Regions from separate parts of the Zea mays genome. Here region 2 is linked to region 1. The links are chromatin contacts, called in public Hi-C maps. All regions are on one chromosome and are shown on one strand. The core of a region is the stretch at or near the end of the contact, and the rest is flanking DNA. Distances in the headings are between cores, read along the strand shown.

Region 1 (2,984 bases), core at 168-2,667:
TTGTGTTTCATTCTCATCCCCAACCCTATTCTTTCACATGTAAAGCTAACAAGAGACACCGAAGTGTGTGGTGATCTTTGCGGGGACTTGGTGTCCTTTAAGATTGAGAAGGACACTCGATCCATCTTGGTAACCGTTCGAGAGAGGAAAATGGTTGAAAGAAACCTGTTCTTAGTGGACTCATCAATGGGGACGTAGGTTCTTCGGAGCCGAACATCGGGAAACAAATCACCCGTGCTCTTTGTGTTCGATCTTCATTTACGATTTGCTTCTTCCTCTCCCCTCTTTTTTGTTCTCTTGTTTGTGCTTGATTCCATATCAATTTGAATTGCTCCCAAGTAATTCTGCATTCCAACTCTAACCAAGAAGAACACCTCTCTCTTAATTCGTTCATTCTTATTCTTGTTCTAACGCTAACCCGGGGTTGAAGTTTGTGTTTTAAGTTATAAATTTCATGTTTCGCCTATTCACCCCCTCTAGACAACTTTCACATTGCTTGCACTTCTTATTGTATATTTGGTTTAAGTGTTTGTGAAGTGCATATATTTATCGGATTAAGACATTAATCCGTTGCTACCGATCAAATCAAGTAAGTTGAGTTCAATAGAGTTAATTTTTTTTTATCTTGGCTTATTCAACCCTCTCTAAGCGACATCAAGGTCTCCAAAGGTACTTTCAACTACGCGCTTCGTGCGTGACACAAAATAGTAGAAGATCGTGCTTTAAATGCTTTAAAGGAGTATAGAGATTATCCTTCCTTGATTCGCTTCCTGTCGGTTAGGCGAGATGTAGGAGGCGGAGACTCATGCTTTAAAGGTGCTTTAAAGGAGTATAGAGATACAAATAATATAGGTAAAAAAGTCTAAAAACCAATAGGTAACCGATCACACCATCATCTCCCCTACGGTCTTGTTCGGTATAGAAATGAATTAAATCCTATTCTATACAATTTTGACTATTCTATACAATTTTGACTAGATGGTTTTAATCTCTTTTAATCCTTTTCAATTCAAATGTAACCGAATAAACTCTACATATACGTATATGGTTACAGCTCATATGCATGGCTGCACTGCACAACCTAGCCACTAATTAAAAAGCCCAACATACTGGTCGCGTTTCCTGTAACGTAGGGCGTGTTCGGCTGGCTACAAGCCGACACTGTTGCAGCTGTTTGGACTGCTGCAGCTGCAATCCATAGAGAGAAAAATACTGTAGAAGCCGCAGCCGCAGCCGGATTGCAGCCGCAGCAAGCCGCAGCGAACAAGCTGGTAATCACCACCTGTCGTCGATTTAGCACTCGTCAGAAATCATTAGCCAGCTAGCTGTCTAGACACCGCCTTCCCCGCGACCGGCTGCACCCGGTCACTTCTTCTCCCCACGCAGTCACCTCCCCGCAAACCCCACGAGGAAAAAGTTTCTTTTTTTCTCTGTTAAACACGCGCATCGAAGCAAGCCAGCAGCAACAAAAGAGACGAGCCTTTTCGCTCGCCGCTACCACCACCTCGTTGTCTCGCCTCCGCCTCGGCCTCAGCACGCGCGCGGGATCTCGCGCTCGCTCGCGCACCGAGGAGCGCGCACCCACCCGCAGGTGAGGCCGGGTTCGATTGGGTTGAGGTGATTCGGAGGCGGATCTGGCTGGGCTTGCCGGATCTCGGACCATTTCGGCTGGGTTTTGGTGTGATTTTGCTTGCTCTGCTGTGAGTTCCAGGGTTCGGGGCGGGGTGATCCGGTGGTGATGGCGAGCCGGATCAAGGAGGACGAGAGGCACGAGAAGATCATCCGCGGCCTGCTGAAGCTGCCCGCCAACAAGCGCTGCATCAACTGCAATAATTTGGTGAGTATGTTGTTGAATGTGGACAGGTTTGTTGGTCACGGAGCTAGCGGGCAGGTAGGAGCTGTTTTTAGCTTGCTTGGCTTCATCCGCCACAATGCTCTGCTGCCACGAATGACACACACATGGCATATTGGGAAGAAGCTGCAGAACTAGGTGTTGTATTGCGTGGGTTTAGACTTTAAGGTCAATTGCAGTCCAGTGGAATGGAATGTAGCCTTGATGCAAGCAGTTGGAATTCACTCTGTCATTATGGTAGTCAGCCATTATTGTTTTACTGTGATTTTATATATAGTTGCTAATTGTTGCTACTGCTTGCAAGAGAGGCAACTTTTATGATTCTCAGTCTCACTTCCAGCACTTTTCTGGACCTAACTAACAGGAACCTAAGCTGTTAATTAGGAAAGTTGTATACTGGTTTTCTCAGAGGCGCTGGCTAGTGATGCCGCCAAATATTGAAGTTGTTATGGTTAGGTAACAAAATATGGATGTTTCACCTTGTTGTGGGCATCACTCCTATAAATGAATAGCCACGTAGAAATATCAGAAAATGTATTTAAGAAAGTTCATCGTCTCGTCGATTAAGTCAAATAGCATATCAGTTCGTTTTTATATATAATTTGTCACATTTGTAGAGGATGTGGCACATGGATGAAGCTAAAGAACAAACTGATATGTGAGCAAAAGATCTCAAAACACCTGCTATTCATGAACTGCATTTGATTTCTTAAGAGCCTACCAATTACACCTAGTTAGGACTACCCTACTGCTCTTTTCCTTCTTTTTCCTTTCCTGTCTGGGGCTAAGTCATCTTGTGTGGTGAGGTCCACGCCTCACGTCAGGCACTGCACTTTATGAAGCTTGAGGTAACCCTACTCCCTCAGTGCTCAAGCGGATATTGTGTGTGCCTTTGACTGAACTGCTACTTTGTATCTCATCAAACTTTTGGGGGTTAGGCATTAGTATCTTTCATATGTTCCGTTTGCTTTGTAAAGTGAATAACTTGTTTATTTTCTTTTCTCTTTTGTACTTATTTGCTTACCTTGTCAACTTGGAAGTATCTTGGTTCTGGGATCTTCTGTACATATCTTGCTAATATGTTACAAGAGTAATATTTTGTTAGTGCCTCCTCTACTGTTCCACCTGAAGG
Region 2 (3,075 bases), core at 469-2,968, 170 kb before region 1:
AGGCTGCAGGTGATTTTCTCATCAGTACTGTTATTTCATGACGTGGACCTGTACTCGTTACTTTTTTGTTGAGAACAACCACACCCTGTCGTTTAGGTTTGCTTATGTTGTTGGCAAGGTGAGAACGGTGCGCTGATCCTCTGTTTTGATTCTAGTCTCTTGTTGACGCTGCCATGGCCGAGCTTGACATGGCCGAAGATGCTACTACCAGAGATGGCTCGATGTATGAGAACGGCGTGGTTTGAACACCCAAAGGGGGCTGCCAGCTGTCATGTCACGGCTTGTGAGGTTTACTAATTTGTTAGATTTGTAGTTTGGATTTGCCATGTATAATAGAACTGTACTGTAACTAGAAACGGGAAAATGTTGTGTAAGGATCAGGGAATGAATGGCTGCACAGTGCACATTTGCTATGGCTTGTTTTTTTTTTTCAAAGTTGAATTTATTAGCCGGCCTGACTATTGCTGATACGGTATGATCTGCCCTAATATCAGAGCTGTTCAGTTAGGCAGGTTTGACTTGAGAAACGTTCGTGTTCTGTTTGTCAATCACATATATCATGCTGGCTTGTTGATGCCTGAGCTTGACGCCGTCAATGATAAACCCGAAGGTAGTTGCCGAGCCTGAAGAGGCAAATACAGTCAAAAGAGTACAAAACCTTTTGTCTGGACAAGTTGGCGCTATTGTGACTGTAATTTAGAAGCGCCCGCCGCTCCACCGCCCGTATCCCCGGCCGCCGAACCGTCACGCGGGGCTCGCCACACCGGATGACCCGATTCATTTGGTTCAAATGTTTTTTCATAATTTATTAGAATTCTAAATTATTTTTAGTTTAAAAATAAAAAAATAGAGTCAAATTCTAATCTGATTCTTACATTTATCACGGTCATCATATGACCCCTTCCCCTCTCACTCTCTCAACAAATGGTGTGCAAGCTTCCACTCAAAGGATTAGTTTGAAAACCACAAAACTAAAGAGAATTAAAAGGCTAAATTTTCTTTCTTATTTAATTAGCCACTCAAATTCATTTCAGTATTTTAGCTTCTAAACAGTGCTGCTCTACTCTGCTGCGCTGTACGCCTGTACCGAACCGGTCAGACCTGGAAGAGAGGAGACTCCACGTAAAGCAGAGCAGGCCATCTCTGACCTGTAGCTGCCGCCTGCCACAATTGTCGGCGCAAGCCCATCTTGACCGCTTCTCACTCGGACGCTCCTGACGTAGGTCTGTGCTATCTTGACTTAGGGCCAATAGTAAAGTTAGCTGCCTAGCTATTAACTAGTAGTTGATTTTTAGCTAGATTAAACCTGCTAATAAACTAAAGAATAATTGAGAGTACAATTAATAGTTAGCTAAACTATTAGCTAATGATGTTCGGATGTCTCTATCTAGAAACTAATAGCCGCACCATTAACTGTGTTGTCTAGATGTCTTCGGTTAATTTTAGTAGCTTTAGTACATGTAAACAGGACCTTACTTGACCCACGAGTGGAATTGGTTGTGAAAGGATCAAACGCGGGTGGGTGATTAACGTTAGTTACCCTACACACTTTCTTTATCCTGGACGTGACGGCGACGGTTCGTCCCGACCGGTGGTGGAGCAAGCAACGCCAAGTGGGCCGGTCAAGCCGCACACAGCGGAGCCCGTTCAACCGGTCAAACTATTTACGCTGGACTCAAGTGACGATAAAACTAGTAGTACAACGGCCGAGTTTCCCGCGAATCAAGTGACCGACGCGCCCGCCACCTCCCCCACGCACTAATCACCTTCCCCGACGAGCATTAGCACGCGCAGGTATTTATACCTCGTCGCCACCTCCTCCTCATTCATCAGACACTACGAACATCTCTCCCTCTCCCTTCCTCTTCTTCACGGAGAGCAGCAAGCTACACGCCTAGAGCTACAGGCCTACAGCAAAAAGACAAAGAACACAGAGTCAAGCACTCAAGCTCAAGCAGGGAGAAGTGTTCGTCAGGAAAGACAAAAAAACGGAGGGGGTTTGCATCGCCGGCGGGAAAGAAAAAAAAAACCGAACCGAGGCCCTGAGGGCGCGCGAGGATGGACTTAGTGCAGATGGGGAGCATCGCCGGCGGGAGCATGCGGCGGACGGCGTCGTCGTGGCGGGCGTCCGGGCGGAGCGACGCGTTCGGCCGGTCCGTGCGGGAGGAGGACGACGAGGAGGCGCTGCGCTGGGCGGCCATCGAGAAGCTGCCCACCTACGACCGCATGCGCAAGGGCATCCTCACGGGGAACGCGGCCGGCGCCGGCGTCGAGGAGGTGGACATCCAGGGGCTCGGCATGCAGGAGCGCAAGAACCTCATCGAGCGCCTCGTGCGCACCGCCGAGGAGGACAACGAGCGCTTCCTGCTCAAGCTCCGCGACCGCATGGAGCTGTGAGTAAAAGAAAGAAAAAAAAAGTTCAGCTCTTATTTGAATCCCCTTGGTCACCACCGGTGAGGTGAAGAGAAATTCTGAAAGCGATTGTAAATTGACCTGCCTGCAGGGTTGGGATCGATAATCCGACGATAGAGGTGCGTTTTGAGAACCTGAACATCGACGCCGAGGCCTACGTCGGCAACCGAGGTGTCCCCACGATGACCAACTTCTTCTCCAACAAAGTCATGGTATGCATGTGCATCTCCTCTGCAGCAGCGGGCACCTCCATGCTTCTTAGGCAGCCACGGAGAAGAAATTCCTTCGGCTACTAACTCTTGTGAGCTGCTACCATCATAGGATGTACTAAGTGCTATGCACATCGTCTCTAGCGGGAAGAGGCCTGTCTCCATCCTTCACGATATCAGTGGGGTCATAAGACCCGGCAGGTAAGAAGCCAAAGAATTTTAAAGTGCAAGGTTTTCAGTTTTTCTGTAGTTGTACTTACTAACTGGCACTTCTTTCAGAATGTCCTTGCTGCTTGGCCCTCCTGGATCCGGGAAAACAAGTCTACTTCTGGCTTTGTCAGGGAAACTTGACTCCAATCTGAAGGTATCACATCTTGCGATAATTTCTTGATTGTGAACTTCTGAATTCTAGGGAAAAAGGGTATATATTGGGAGAAAGTTAGCTGTAAACTGT

The links. A called contact is a pair of places that touch in the nucleus more often than the background predicts.
Region 2: a contact with region 1 is called in a Hi-C map of tassel, with 4 times the contacts expected there. The contact joins the promoter of LOC103654816 here to the promoter of LOC100280000 in region 1. A contact is called at or near these places in 8 of 25 Hi-C or Micro-C datasets (ear, endosperm, leaf and 2 more).

What each region holds. Positions count from the first base shown.
Region 1 is chr4:239,710,759-239,713,742 of Zm-B73-REFERENCE-NAM-5.0, reverse strand. It overlaps LOC100280000, which reads left to right and starts at 1,417. Exons shown (of 14, transcript NM_001152948.2): 1 at 1,417-1,591; 2 at 1,712-1,837. The coding sequence starts at 1,739.
Region 2 is chr4:239,883,367-239,886,441 of Zm-B73-REFERENCE-NAM-5.0, reverse strand. LOC103654816 (ABC transporter G family member 39) reads left to right here and starts at 1,718. Exons shown (of 23, transcript XM_008681639.3): 1 at 1,718-2,393; 2 at 2,504-2,624; 3 at 2,734-2,822; 4 at 2,901-2,985. The coding sequence starts at 2,059. LOC103654815 (a long non-coding RNA gene) reads right to left here. Exons shown (of 3, transcript XR_566350.3): 2 at 2,882-3,029; 3 at 2,498-2,787. LOC100276452 reads left to right here. Exons shown (of 9, transcript NM_001360692.1): 8 at 1-9; 9 at 156-429. The coding sequence ends at 245.